2 separate regions of the Macaca mulatta genome follow, and region 2 is linked to region 1. A link is a contact called in public Hi-C data. All regions are on one chromosome and are shown on one strand. The core of a region is the stretch at or near the end of the contact, and the rest is flanking DNA. Distances in the headings are between cores, read along the strand shown.

Region 1 (7,146 bases), core at 2,685-5,184:
AAAGTGCTGGGATTACAGGCTTGAGCCACCGCGCCCGGCCTCTGCTTTCTTTCTACCAAAGGAACAGAGACCAATGTGGTCGGGACAGACTCCAGAACACTGATGAGGACACCTTTTTCAGTAGGCAGGGTCACTGTGCCTACCAGGTCTTGCATATGTCTGGATCTCTCTCTCTTACCCATGTTTGCTCATGACTCCCAAACTCCTGACTCTGCATGCTAATGGGGACATTCACTGTTTTTATGTCCAATTATGTCAGATAACCAATCCCAGATTGATCGTATTTCCTTGAATATCTCTTGCCTATAATTCAACCTCTGGTACCCAACATTTTTATCAGTCAGGATTTGGGAGTAAAAATAATCCAAACCGACTCTGGCTAAAACTCGGGCAAAAAGTCAATTTCTTAGAACTATATTGGGTAGCTCACAGAATGTATGGGAAAGCCAGAGGACTAAGTTAAGAAAGTAGGCAGTCTAGGCAGGTTATATTAACTCACTTGCCCTTTGTTATAATATAGTTGAATGATATCTGGATCACCTGAACATCCCATAGAATGTCAGACTGGGCTGGGCATGGTGGCTCACGCCTGTAATCCCAGCTCTTTGGGAGGCCGAGGCAGGCAGATCACGAGGTCAGGAGATCAAGACCATCCTGGCCAACATGGTGAAACCCCGTCTCTACTAAAAATACAAAAATTAGCCGGATATGGTGGCATGCACCTGTAGTCCCAGCTACTCGGGAGGCTGAAGCAAGAGAATCGCTTGAACCTGGAAGGCAGAGGTTGCAGTGAGCCAAGATCACACCACAGCACTCTAGCCTGATGACAGAGCATGATTGTGTCTCAAAAAAAAAAAAAAAAAAAAAAGAATGTCAGACTGATTGATGACACTGGTGACAACATGCTGATCAGACAGGATGAGCAAGATCTTGGCGGCCAGCATACCAGCTAAAGAAGAATAAATTACTGACCCACAACAGCAGGGATGAATCTCAAAAGCATGATGATGAGGAAAAGAAAGTCATACACCAAAAGTGCATTCCATGTGCCTTCATTGAAACAAAACAAAACAAACAAAAACACCTTAATACACACAAAACTAATCTGTGGTGACAGAAAGCAGATCAGTGGTTGCCTGGTGCTGGCCTTAAGGAGGGGATTATCTGCAAAGAACACAGGGAACTTTCTAGGGTAACAGAAATAGTGTGTATCTTTTTTTTTTTTTTTTTTTTTTTTTTTTTTGTGAGACAGGATCTCACTCTCTCACTGCTCACCAGACTGGACCTCCCGGGCTCAAGCAATTCTCCCACTTCTGTCTCCCTGGTAGCGGGGACCACAGCTATGTACCACCATGCCCAATTAATTTTTAAAAATGTATTTTTATAGAGATGAGGACTTGCTCTGTTGTCCAGGCTGGTCTCAAACACCTGGGCTCAAGCGATCCTCCTGCCTCGACCTCCCAAAATGCAGGGATTATAGGCGCAAGCGACTCTCCCAGCCTAGAAATGGTCTGCATCTTGACTGGTGTAGTACTTACATTTGGTAAAATGTACATTACAATGAATAAATTTTATACCTCAATAAACTGAAGCTAAAAAGAATTGTATATAATTTTAATAGATTCTCAGTACTTAATCACTAGCATGTGAATTAACAGGTGAGGTTTTCCCATTATTACCATATTGTCAAGCATGTTTTTTTTTTTTGAGGCGGGGTCTGACTCTGTTGCCCAGGCTAGACTGCTGTGGTGCAGTCTCAGCTCACTGCAACCTCCAGCTCCTGAATTCAAGTGATTCTCATGCCTCAGCCTCCTGAGTAGCTCGTATTACAGGCATGTGCTACCACGCCCAGCTAATTTTTTTGTGTTTTTAGTAGAGATGGGATTTTGCCATGTTGGCAAGGCTGGTCTTGAATTCCTGGCCTCAAGTGATCTGCCTGCCTCAGGCTTCCAAAGTGCTAGCTAAGCTACAGGCCTGAGTCACTGTGCCCAGCCAAGCATATATGGCTTAGAATAAACATCTTTCATCCTCATTCACAGCTGTCTTTTTTCATGTAACAATTTTTGCCTGATTTGACATTGACTTTATTTTCCCACTCCTGTTTTACTTTTGTTTGTTTGTTTTGCATTTGCCTGGTATATCTCTGAAGAGATCTAAAGGAAGAAGTTCTTGCTGCCAGGCTCCTCAGACGCCCATGAAGGGGCTATCCAAGTGATGTGGAGGGTAAGTGACATGTGACATTTCCATAAAATAACCTTAATTCCTTAATTCCTTTACCACCACCATCCCCTGCATCACAGCACCGTATGTTACTGCGTGCTGAGGCATCAATGCACCCTCTCCTCAGCTGTCAGCATTGCATTTTTCCTGGCTGTGTCTTCCATGCCTCTGTTTCACCCACAGCCATTACCTGCAAAGCTGGTCTGCTATTCTGTACATACTTGGGTGGGATATGCTGTGTTTGTTCCTGCATAGAAGGGCTCGCTCTTGTGCAGTTAGTCTTGGTTTCAAAGCTTCTTCAACTTTAGATCCATGTCTGCCATCTTGTATCTGAGGAGTTTGTGGGTGTCCTGGTAGGGGAACTTGGGGGTCCTATACATTTGAGAATTATTGATTTAATCAAACTTACATAGATTTCTTTTCTTTGTTCCCGAGATGGAGTCTTGCTGTGTCACTCAGGCTGGAGTGCAGTGGTGCGATCTCAGCTCACTGCAACCTCAACCTCCTGGGTTCAAGCGATTCTCCTACCTCAGCCTCCCAAGTAGCTGGGATTACAGGCTCACGCCACCACATCCAGCTAGTTTTTGTATTTTTAGTAGAGATGTGGTTTCACCATGTTGGCCAGGATGGTCTCAAACTCCTGACCTCGTGATCCACCCGCCTCAGCCTCCCAAAGTGCTGGGATTACAGGCGTGAGCCACCATGCCTGGCCCAAAGTTACATCGATTTCTATAGTGCAGTGGTGCAATCATAGCTCTGTGTGGCCTTGAACTCCTGGGCTCAAGCAAGCCTCCAGCCTCAGCCTCCTCAGTAACTAGGACTACAAGGTACATGCCACCACACTCAGTTAATTTTTTATTTTTTTATTTTTTATAGAGATGGGGTCTCACTATGTTGCCCAGGCTGGTCTCAAACTCCTAGGCTCAAGCAATCCTCCCATCTTGGGCTCCTAAAGTGCTGGGATTATAGGCATGAGCCACTGTGCCTGGCCAATAGTTAAGGATTTTTCATAGGCCCCACATGTCAATGTATATTAGGGATCTTTAAAGGGGGCATGAGAAGGGGTGTCCCTGCCAGCCCTTGAGTTGCTGCTCTGGAATCAGCAGGCCCCAGCTCTGCTTCAGACTCCAGGCTCCCAACTACCTGCCCAGCTCTCAGCCATTTTTCTGCCTGGAGGTCTGCCTGCCTCTGCACAATTCCAGTTCATGTGCAGGTTCCCTTGCATTTCAATTTCTTGTAATAATCTTATCCTGACAAATTCTAGGCATTTCTGGCACATTCTCTTTTTTGTGTGTGCTGTTAGTTTGATAACACACTGGATAAATTCCACTGAATTTATTCAGTTACGTAAACATCACCACAATCCAATTTGAGAACATTTTCATCAACCTAAAATGTACAGAATGAGGACAAGTCATGGGAAAATAGATGTGGGTAGGGAAGCAGTTGGACGCTGAGTTCCCCGTTCCCACTGCCGCTGGGGAGGGACCCCTATGCCTCCTCCTCCCATACGCCTCTCTCTGGGCTGATCCCAACTGGCAGCACGCCCGCCCCCAAACCCCAACTGCCGAGACGTCCCGGGAGCCTCACAAGCGCCCATGAGGAGGTGGAGAGAGGCTGCAGGCACTGACCTGCCTTCAGCTTCCTGCTTGGCAAACTCTGAAAACTTTCACTTTTCTTTTCTCTGAAGCCCGGCCCCTTACTGCGTTTGTCAAAGCACGGACTTCCTGTTTTGCCTGCTACCATCTCCCTGTAACTCTCCCAATCTTCGAAGAGTGATCCCCGGCCCAGCTCCTGGAAAGGGGCAGGAACGACAAACTCAAAGTCCAGGTGAGTTTCTGTGTTTGCTGCTTTATTCTTCGCCCTTGGCGACTGCAGAGGCGACTGCAGTTAACTTTCCGGCAGCAGCTGCAGGGTGGAGTTCACCTGTTGAAACTCGGAGGCTCTGTCAGAGCTCAAGCACGTGGTACTTATTAGGAGACTGTTAAAAGGGGGCACATGGAGGGAACACTGACACCTCTTTTTTTCGCCATAGAGTCCAGCCTGTTACTGTGAATGGAACCGAGATTTGCCCTCTACCCTCACCTAAGCTCTCATCCTACACTGCCGGCAATAGGCAGCTCATCTGTTATCCGTTGTGTAAATGACTAGAGGTATTTGGGAAGCTGGTGGAAAAGAAAAAATGAGAGTACATTTAATTTCCTCTCTAGTGTATCGTGAACTTTTTATATATTTTCTCTAAACACACTCATGATTATTTCCTTGAAATAAATTATTAGAAGTGGAAATTCAAAGGAGCCCATGTTTCAGGGCATTGGACACTGATTACTGAATCAGCCTCCAGAACATTTGGACCTGTTGACCTTCCCACTCACAGTGTCTGAGATTATTGCTATTATTTTCTATCTTGGCCAATTTGATAGACAAATATGTTATCAAATTGTCTTCATTTACGCTTTGTTTGTTTGTTGTTGTTGTTTTGAGACGGAGTCTCGCTCTGTTGCCCAGGCTGGAGTGCAATGGCACCATCTCAGATCACTGCAACCTCTGCCTTCTGGGTTCAACCTTCTGCCTCAGCCTCCTGAGTAGCTGGGACTATAGGTGTGCACCACCACGCCCAACTAATTTTTGTATTTTTAGTAGAGACAGGGTTTCACCATGTTGGCCAGGCTGGTCTCGAACTCCTGACCTCAGGTGATCCTCCCACCTCGACCTCCCAAAATGCTGGGATTACAGGCATGAGCTACCATGCCTAGCCTTCATTTATACTTTCTACCAGCTAGTTAACATGCTTATCGTATATTCATTGCACATTTGGCTTATTCTTTTATCACTCTCTGTTCATGTATTTTGCTTTTTTATTTTCTAGTTGGATGTTTGTCTTTGCTTATTCATTTGCAAAATTTCTTTACGTAATAAAAATCTAAGCAGTCATATATGAGATATAGTGTCTTGCATAGAGAGAAACAGGATTTTAGAGTCAGACAAGCTCTGCTTTGCCACTGAATACCTTGTGTGACTTACTAACCTCTCTGTGCCTCCCTTTCATCTTTGGGACTCATGACAGACGAAGAATGAGGAAGCTCCAGACTTCCTGTGCTGAGCGCTGCTGTATAATGAATTGTTCTAAAAGGAGCCCCCAAGACCCCTTCCTCTTCTTAGTATATGTTTATTCTGACTTTCTCTGACTTTGCACTGATCTTTGCACTATCTCCTTCCCCTAGGCATATTGTGGATAGTAGATTTCTCTCCTATCTGTTCTCTATCTTCTAAGACTTCTTCCCGACCACAGATTCTCAGTGGCATCTTTTCTTGTTTTCCAGGGCTATTGCAGATTATTCTTTTCATGAGTACTTTTTTCTGCCAAGTTAAAAACATTGGGGAATGAGGAGAAAGAGACTATGGTGCTTAATCCGCCACTGGGATTAAATCCCTGGAAACAGTTGTTAATTACAATTTAGTTTTCTGTTCAACACAAAATGAAGTTGGAAAAATGGAATCCACGTTTGTTCTGTTTGTTAAAAATCCTCAAGTTGATTGAATGTTTTGTGAGTGCTTTTCCTTTTCTTGACAATTTGTCAAGAATGTCATTTATAAATTTTCTTCCCATTAGAACTTATTGATATCTCCTCATGGTCCATAAATGGCCAATCTTTAATAAATGCTGCATGGTCATGGGAAAAGGCACATGTCTGAGACATGAAATGGTGGCACTGAACATGTCAGTTAAGTCACTTTTACTAAGTATGCCTTTCTCAGCCCTCATGCTTTTATTTATGCTTGGCCCATTTGTGTTGAAGATTGGGAGTGGTTTATTAAAGTTTCTAAATATTATCAGGTTTCCAGCCGGACTCTACCCATTTTAGGGTGGTCCCTGTTGCATGAGCATTGCTAGTTAATGGCTTCAGCTACAGCCCGGGTCATCTTGTTTAACCCAGATCAATGTGGCCATGAAACACATAGTTAGGACTCTAAGCCTGGAATCGGGATTTGCTCCCAGCTCTTACACTCTCGAGTTGTGCAACCCTGGGGCAAGTTATTAAACCTTTCTATGTCTCAGTGTCCTCAACAGTATAAACAGGTGCGGCCATAGGAGCCATCTCACAAGGGTTTTATGAAGATCAGATAAGTTACTGCATATGAAACCCTTAGAACAAAGTCTGGCACACAGGAAACACTCTATAAATATTAGCTACTTTTAATATCTTCCTTATGTTTACCTGCAGCGCCTTGGGATTCTGTCATTATATTTTCAGTCACTCTCAGCCTCCATTGTTGCTGGGAATTGTCATTGTTTCCTATACCCATGAGCCTTTTAGGCAGACATTGCTTTGCAGGTACTAAGGATGCCTTTGGGACCAGAATGCCTACCTTTAGATCTGCCCATTTAATGCAGAGAGAAGCTCCCCGCATTCCTCAAGGTCTTTGCTTCTTTTTTTTTTTTTTTTTTGATGGAGTCTCGCTCTGTCACCCAGGCTAGAGTGCAGTGGCACCATCTTGGCTCACTGCAACCTCCACCTCCCGGGTTCAAGCGATTCTCCTGCATCAGCCTCCCAAGTAGCTGGGACTACAGGCCCACGCCACCACTCCCAGTTAATTTTTGTATTTTTAGTAGAGACAGGCTTCACCATATTGGCCAGGATGGTCTCAATCTCTTGATCTCAGGTGATCCGCCCACCTCAGCCTCCCAAAGTGCTGGGATTACAGGCATGATCCATCGCGCCCGGCCTTTGCTTCTATTTTTTATCATGCCTCTTTCCATAGGATGTTCACCATGACAAGAGCCATGGAAGAGGCTCTTTTTCAGCACTTCATGCACCAGAAGCTGGGGATCGCCTATGCCATACACAAGCCATTTCCCTTCTTTGAAGGACTCCTAGACAACTCCATCATCACTAAGACAATGTACATGGTGAGTCATGTTGA
Region 2 (7,146 bases), core at 2,713-5,212, 110 kb before region 1:
ATTGTACTGTAGATATTAGCAACCTTAGCATGTGATTTTTTTTTCTTTCAGGAAATTTCACATTTTCACTTAAAGGAAGCACTTGACGGCTTCTCTTTGGCATATCTGAATTGCCAGCATCAGTCCTCATGTGCTTTGGGGCCATTATTGACTAAAATCAGAGTTCTCTGAACACAAGCACTGTGATACCATGACAGCCGATCCAATTACCAGGATGGCTACTCAGTGATTCATGGACTGGTGGTGTCCACATTGTGGATTGTGGATACGCTAGATAAAGGGATAGTTTGCATTCTGGGCATGATGGAGAGGGACAGCATGAGATTTCATCACACTACTCAGAACAGCAAGTAACTTAAAATTCATGAATTGTTTATTTCTGGATATTTCTGGAATTTTCCATTTAATGTTTTTGGACCATGGTCGACTATGACTAACTGAAATCTCAGAAAGTGAAACCGTGCAGAAAGGAGGACTACTATAGTTAATAATGGCATAAAGATATCAAATATCTAGCAGAAGTACAAAACATTCAAAGAGAAAAAATATATTTTAATAGAAAATATTTCTAAATTAATCTTATACTTGAGGCATATTCATGAGAACGGAAGCCATAATATTGTAAATATGTCGGCTCTCTTCGAACTGATCTATAGAGTCAGTGCAATTCCACACAAAATGCCAAGATTTTGACAGGCTAATTTGGGAACCCAAAGTTTAAGACTTTTGGAGGAAGAGGAAGAGATTTTGCCCTGTCAGATGTCAAGAGTTCCTGGGAAGCCTCCATCGCTATGGCAGTGTGGTTGGTACTGGCATAAGGAGAGGCTCTCACAGGCCGGGGGCAGAGAAAAGAGAACACAGAAACACACCCTGCCTCTATGGCCACTTGGTTCACAGTAAGTGGGGAAAAGGATAATATAATTAATGGTGTCATCAGAAAAATTGATAAGAATAAAAACAGAGTCTTCGAACTGCAGCTCAGACAAAAACAATTTGGTCTCAGACAAAATAGGAACCCTGAAAAAAAATTAAAAAGTGACTCTCCCAGGTTATGACTGAGCAAATGGAATATTTAGGGTGAGCTGCTCTGGTCAAGCCTGCCCAGAGGCGCTGTAAAGCCACAGCAGGCACATGGAACACAAGATCAGATAGAATCAGTCTGGAAGAATATCTCAAAGATGCTAATAAGAATATCCCAAAGTTCTTAACAGTGCACAAAAACCTAAATAAAGCAAAACCATGAAGATTGAATGAGAAATTAACAAAATGTGGAATACAGGGGAGCTTGCAGAGCTATAGAAACAAATTAAGATCCCTCCTCATAAATAAACACAATCAATTTTTTTAAGTTGGAAATTACAAGAAACAAGAAATATACTAAAATATAGATGGCTTAGTCCTTTTTCACACTGCTCTAAAGGAATACCACAGACTGGGTAATTTATAAAGGAAAGAGGTTTAATTGGCACACAGTTCCACATGACTGGGGAGGCCTCAGGAAACTCAAAATCATGGTGGAAGGTGAAGGAGAAGCAAGTATGTTCTTCACAAGCCGGCAAGAGAGAGAGAGCACAGGGGAAACTATCATTTACAAAACCATCAGATCTTGTAGAATTCACTCACTGTCATGAGAACAGCATGGGAGAAACTGCCCCCATGATCCAATCACCTCCCACCAGGTCCCTCTCTCAACACCTGGAATTTACAATTCTGATTACAATTCAAGATGAGATTTTGGTGGGGACACAGAGCCAAACCATATCACTAGATAATTGTCATGGAGGAAAAGTCTGAGACAACTATTATGAACTCAAAGTAAAAAACTGAAAAGATGAAAGCACCAGGGGGAATATAAAAGCTGTGAAGACTGAAGTTGCCCCAATGTAAGAATAATTTTGCCTAAAAATTGAAAAAGAAAATATCAGAGATTTTAGAGAAGGAACTTTTCCTGGAACAAAGGCAGAATCGAATCTGCCACCTTAATACAAGAAAGACTTTAAAAACTGACATTGCTCATAGAGTGCCTCAGCAACTCTCCGTATCACTATATATAATGAGGGTGCATCTGTCTCATAAAATCTACGTCATAAGATGTTTATACATGAAATTTTAAGCTGTTAATAAGATAAAAGTCACCATATACAAATGTAAGGGAGAAGAAAAGTATATTCATACTTTGCAGACTATTTAGTGAACTCTCCCATATCATGAAAAAAAGACAAACACCTCAACTGAATCACACCGGCAAAAAATAAACAAAAAAAATGATAGAAGAGGAAATTTAATTGGCCAAGAAACATGAAAAACTGTTCAGCTTTCCACATTACCAGGAAAATACAAATTAAAACAAAATGCAATTCTTTATCACCTTTGCAAACTTTGGCTGTGTGCAGGAAGATAGTTCATCTCATTTGCTACTCGTGAAACAACTCCATTCAGCCTCCTAAAAAGACAATTTGGCAGGATCTATAAACAAGTAAACAACAGCACCCTTTGCTTCAACAATTCCACCTTTTAAGCTTTAGACGCAAGATAGATACTTGTATACGTGCAAAAAAAAAAAAAAAAAGAAATATATAATCATTATTATAGCTTATTGACAAACGTGAACAATTTAAAACAATATAAATGCCCTTCAATTGGAGAATGGTTAAAAAATTATGCTACGTAAATTCTATGGAATAGTATGTGTAAAAAGAATGAGATAGATCTGCATGTATTAAGGTGAAAGATCTCTAAGATTTCCACCATTAAAATGAGTAAAAATGCAAAATGCAGAATAACATGTGCAATGTAATCCCATGTGTTACAAAACAAGAACACAAATTATGTATTTGCAAAAACATACTTCATACACATAAATGCATCGAAAAATATAAGAAAAGCTATGCCCAAGACTCTTCGACAGGACTGTGAAAGGAAGCTACAAGGTGAGGTAAGTGGTGAAGGAGATTTTTTCCTTTACATACTCCTCCACTGTTTGAAATTTTATGAGCAAGAATGTAATGTATTTCTTTTGCATTAAAAAATTTAAAAGATTAAAATTGCTTGAACCCAGGAGGCAGGGGTTGCAGTGAGCCAGGATTATGCCACTGCACTCCAGCCTGGGTGACAGAGTGAGACCCTGTCTAAACAAACAAACAAAAAAGATTAAGTAATGTTTTTTATGAACTCATTACTAGAGAAAAGATAGGATTTCCACGTCTTTTCTGGTCAGAGGCATCCCCCATCTTGGGACAGGAAATTGAAGTAAAAATAAAAAATATTTAGTTTCTGTCATCCTGGGCCTTTTTCTTCTTTTTCCTTCTTCGGATCTAGGTCAATTGTATCAGAACTCACACCCTGAGTCAGTCAAGGAAATAGCCCCAAAGCTGACTGAGGCCCCTTGCCAGGACAGGTGAAACCACAGTTTCCAGTGTTTAAAAGTAAGCCAGCTGTTTACCCTGGAGTGTCTATTTTCTAAACTACCTTCTTTGACATGACATATGTGAAGGCAGAGAGGGCAGAGGGATGTGAAAGTGTTCAGAGATCATGAGGAAATAATAACTCTCTGTCACAAATGACTGAAACGACTGTTCAGAATGTCCCAGCCAGTGGAGCAGTAGTTTCAAAACAAGAAAAGTCATCTGTGTTACGGCAAGCTGGACTCACACAAACAGTTGTCCTGCTGCACTTGTAAAAATCTGATTTCCTCATTACGTTCTCTTTTATTTCATTATATTACACTACCTACCTATGTTCTTGCAAAGCAGGACTAAACTAAAGTGAAGCTTTAGACAGAAACTGAACGAAATGCATGAAAGCTCCAATACTGCCAGAGATAAAGGTTGAAGGAAGAGAGAGAAAGACTCACCTGGTACTCAGGTCGCTGCCCCCACCTGCCATCTTCCCAACCTAGGCCCTGCCTGGGTCTCAGAGCCTGGCTTATGAGCTCCCCCGTCAGCCCAGCCTGCATGCAGTGTGGCTGCCCAGACCCAGAACAGGAAGTCGGCCGACAGACTGACTCATCCTCACAGGTTTCTGCCCAAATGGGGAAAAGAGAAGTGAAAGTATTTTTTTAATCTCCTGCTCAGCTACAGGCACTGTGTTTTCCCCCTTTTTTCACTCCAAGGGGTTCTCAGCTTTTCTGAAATGTGGCAGAGGGTTGGAGGAGAAGCCTGACAAGCAGCAAGACCTGCAGGACCAGGGAAGGAGGGCCCAGGGAACGAGCAGGGCCAGCTCCCGGAAGTCCACTTGTTTGTGCAATAGACAGCAAAAAAAAAAAAAAAAGTCCATGAACCAAAATTGTCCTTGGGAGCTCTGCCCTCTAAGAGGGGGCACAGTTTTACATGGGAGCTGTGGGGAGACTCCATGTTTGCCCCTTCCCCTTGCTGAGATGGCTGGGGCCGTGGGGGTTGGAGGGTTGGAGGGTAAAGCCAGAAACTTTGAATCTTCTCTCAAGCCCATTGGAGAGCCTGAACTGGACTAAGGTAGATCTCAACATTGGGACCCAGGGCTGGAGAGAACCAAAATGCTCAGCATTGTAACCTGGGGAGAGTGTTCTTAGCCTTCCTGGAAATCAGCCAGAGGTAAGAGAGAACTGTCCACACCCCTGGGACCAGAGGCTGGAGCCAGCATGATAAGAAAGGCAAACCTTTTAGGTGCAAGGGTTTAAGGAATCTTGACTATGGGGCCACCTTGGAACAGCCAGGGCTGAAGAGGCATCTGAACTTCGGAGAATTCACTGGAATCTTGAGAGGACAGAAGCTTCTCGCTGGAGGAGGATGGAGGTTGGAACCCAGATGATGTAGACTTGGAAAGGCAGGGTGGCTCCTGCTGGGGATTCTACCTCTGCCCAGATTTTCCATTTAGATTCTGATGCCAGTGGGATTGTTGGAGGTGGAAATGTAATTACTGCTGTTGGAAGGGAGTGAAACCTTGGAAAATGGGCTTATGGGAAGAGGTACCCTGATAGGGGAGGAAGAGGCTATGGGTGAAAGATTGTAGGGAGTCAGAAAGACAAGGTTAGCAATGGATAACACAGGAAATCCCTCTAACGACCTTCTGAAGGTGAGGACCATTCATGAGAAACCCCGAGGAAGCCCTCAGTCCTTGTGCAGCATCAGGAGGAAACAGACTGGCCCAGGGCCACCCCTGAGTCCACATCATCACGCAGAGTCCTTCAGTTTGATCCCCTGTTGTATCCACAGCTGGACATGCGCAGATCCCTGTCCCCTGGTAACTGATGGGCACCACAGGCTCCTGGTGGCCCATGGACGCCACCTCATGCCTCCTTCCGAAGGCCACCCAGCCAGCAAGGCCTGCCACGGACACACCGTGAGCACGCACAGCGAGCAAGGGGCCAGTGACCGCAATGAACACAGTCATCTTCCTGTGTTCCCGTCCATGCGGCCACCCCATGCTCCTCCGGGCTCTGCCCCTGCCAGGCCAGCGTCCCCTCTCTCAGCCTTGTATAGTGCTGCAGCCTCTTTAGGGCTGGGTGGAAACAGAAGCTGAAAATCCTCCTCTTACCGGGATTCTAGCTCACCAAACACTTCAAAATGTGTGGTAGAAGCACCATAGTTGCTTCTAAATAAAGTTGAACTCATGTAAGGACTAGATTCTAAGATCATTTTGCCATTTGGCAGCTCATGAGCCCCAACAGGGCACCGCCCACCCTCTGTTCACCCTGCCAGAGGTGGGGGACTCTGCCCTTCACTCCTCCTGATCCCTGTCCTCTTCCCGTGAGCTTCATTCCATCTAGACTCCCAAGGTGGTCCTGCCTTCTGTACTTCTCCCTGCACCCTGAGGCCCTGCAGGTGTGGTCCTTGTGGGGCACAGGGATGTGACTCGATGCTAAGCAGTTGAAAGCATTCAAAAATAGTGGGCAAATGGCAAAAGCAGGTGGCATGGAGTGAATTAGAAGACACGAGATTTCATGCAATGTGTTTCATACAGACAAGTGTGGCAATGTGCCCCACCCCAAAATCCAGTCTCCCTGAATGAGGGGAGGGAGCTTCATCTTCCTCTACCCCCAAGGTGTAAGAGTTAAAGAAAGGGGAAAGAAATATGAAAAGTGGCTCAACAGTTAAAGACAGGTTTATTTTGGAGAATAAACCTGAGAAGGGATTCTGGATGATTTCAGTCAGGAGCATTTTCTTTTACAGACTGAGGGTATTTAAGGGTTTAGGAAGGGGAGAGCTTATGGCAGCCTTGGAATATTTTTAGGTGAGGGAAGGTTTATTGTGGGGTTGGAATGTCTCTGGTTGGAGGGGAGGTTGTCTCAGGGTTGGCATGTTTTTGGCTGGAGGGGGGTGGTTTATCTTAGGGCTGAAATGTTTCTGGTTATACTGACAGCCCAAAAACATTAGCCTTTAGGCTGATGTTTTTGGGCTGGATTTAGGCGATTTTTTAATTCAGGGGAACTTAAAATGGTGGTGTTTGTCCAAAATGGCGATGCTCCTGCTCTGTCAATTCAGTTCCTGTAATTATAAAAGGATGAGGGGTCGCCTGTTTTTTTTTCTGGCTACTTCCTGCTGGGGAGCACGGTGTGGAGGGTTCTTTGGTCATGGATTTACTGTAGGAGTAATGCCATCCGTGGATGTTTTTGGGTAATTGTCTGTGAGGTGGCCATGATCCTGTCAGTTAAAAATTTTTGAAAAAGGTGAATTAAGCAGGTTAAGAACGTTAATTCTAGGCATATTATTAAGAGAGGGCCCAGGAATGAGATGACCCACGTTATGATTTTGTTCCTAAACCAAGAATCTATTTGATTGTTTTAATGTTCCCTTAGCTTTTTAGCTCTTTCTTTAAGATTTTCAGCAGCATCTTTTACTAGGCCCTGTTGGTTGAGATAGAAGCAACATTTCTTACCCAATGAGAGGCAGAGGCCCTCTTTTTTAGCTACTATAAGATTTAATCTGCTTCTATTTTGGAGGACTACTCCAGCCAAGGAGTCTAGTTGGTCTTAGACTTTTATAAGGCTTTGGGCTATATTTTTAATAAACTCTGTAGTTCTATTCAGAGATTTGAAGTATGTTAAGGAGGTGGCCAATCTGCCTGTTTGCAGTTCAAGCCCAGAAGTTATACTTAAGGCAGCCATTAAAGGAATGACTTGTATGGCCCTCTTTTTTTTTTTTTTTTTTAAATATATTGGACAGATGGAAT

What was found. A called contact is a pair of places that touch in the nucleus more often than the background predicts.
Region 2: a contact with region 1 is called in a Hi-C map of blood, with 2.9 times the contacts expected there. The contact joins the promoter of SP140L here to the promoter of SP110 in region 1. A contact is called at or near these places in 4 of 14 Hi-C or Micro-C datasets (CD4 T cells, blood, cortical neurons and 1 more).

Annotation. Positions count from the first base shown.
Region 1 is chr12:135,487,932-135,495,077 of T2T-MMU8v2.0, reverse strand. It overlaps SP110 (SP110 nuclear body protein), which reads left to right and starts at 3,934. Exons shown (of 13, transcript XM_077957804.1): 1 at 3,934-4,050; 2 at 6,985-7,132. The coding sequence starts at 6,986.
Region 2 is chr12:135,602,213-135,609,358 of T2T-MMU8v2.0, reverse strand. SP140L (SP140 nuclear body protein like) reads right to left here and starts at 3,962. Exons shown (of 21, transcript XR_013402222.1): 1 at 3,854-3,962; 2 at 2,369-2,443.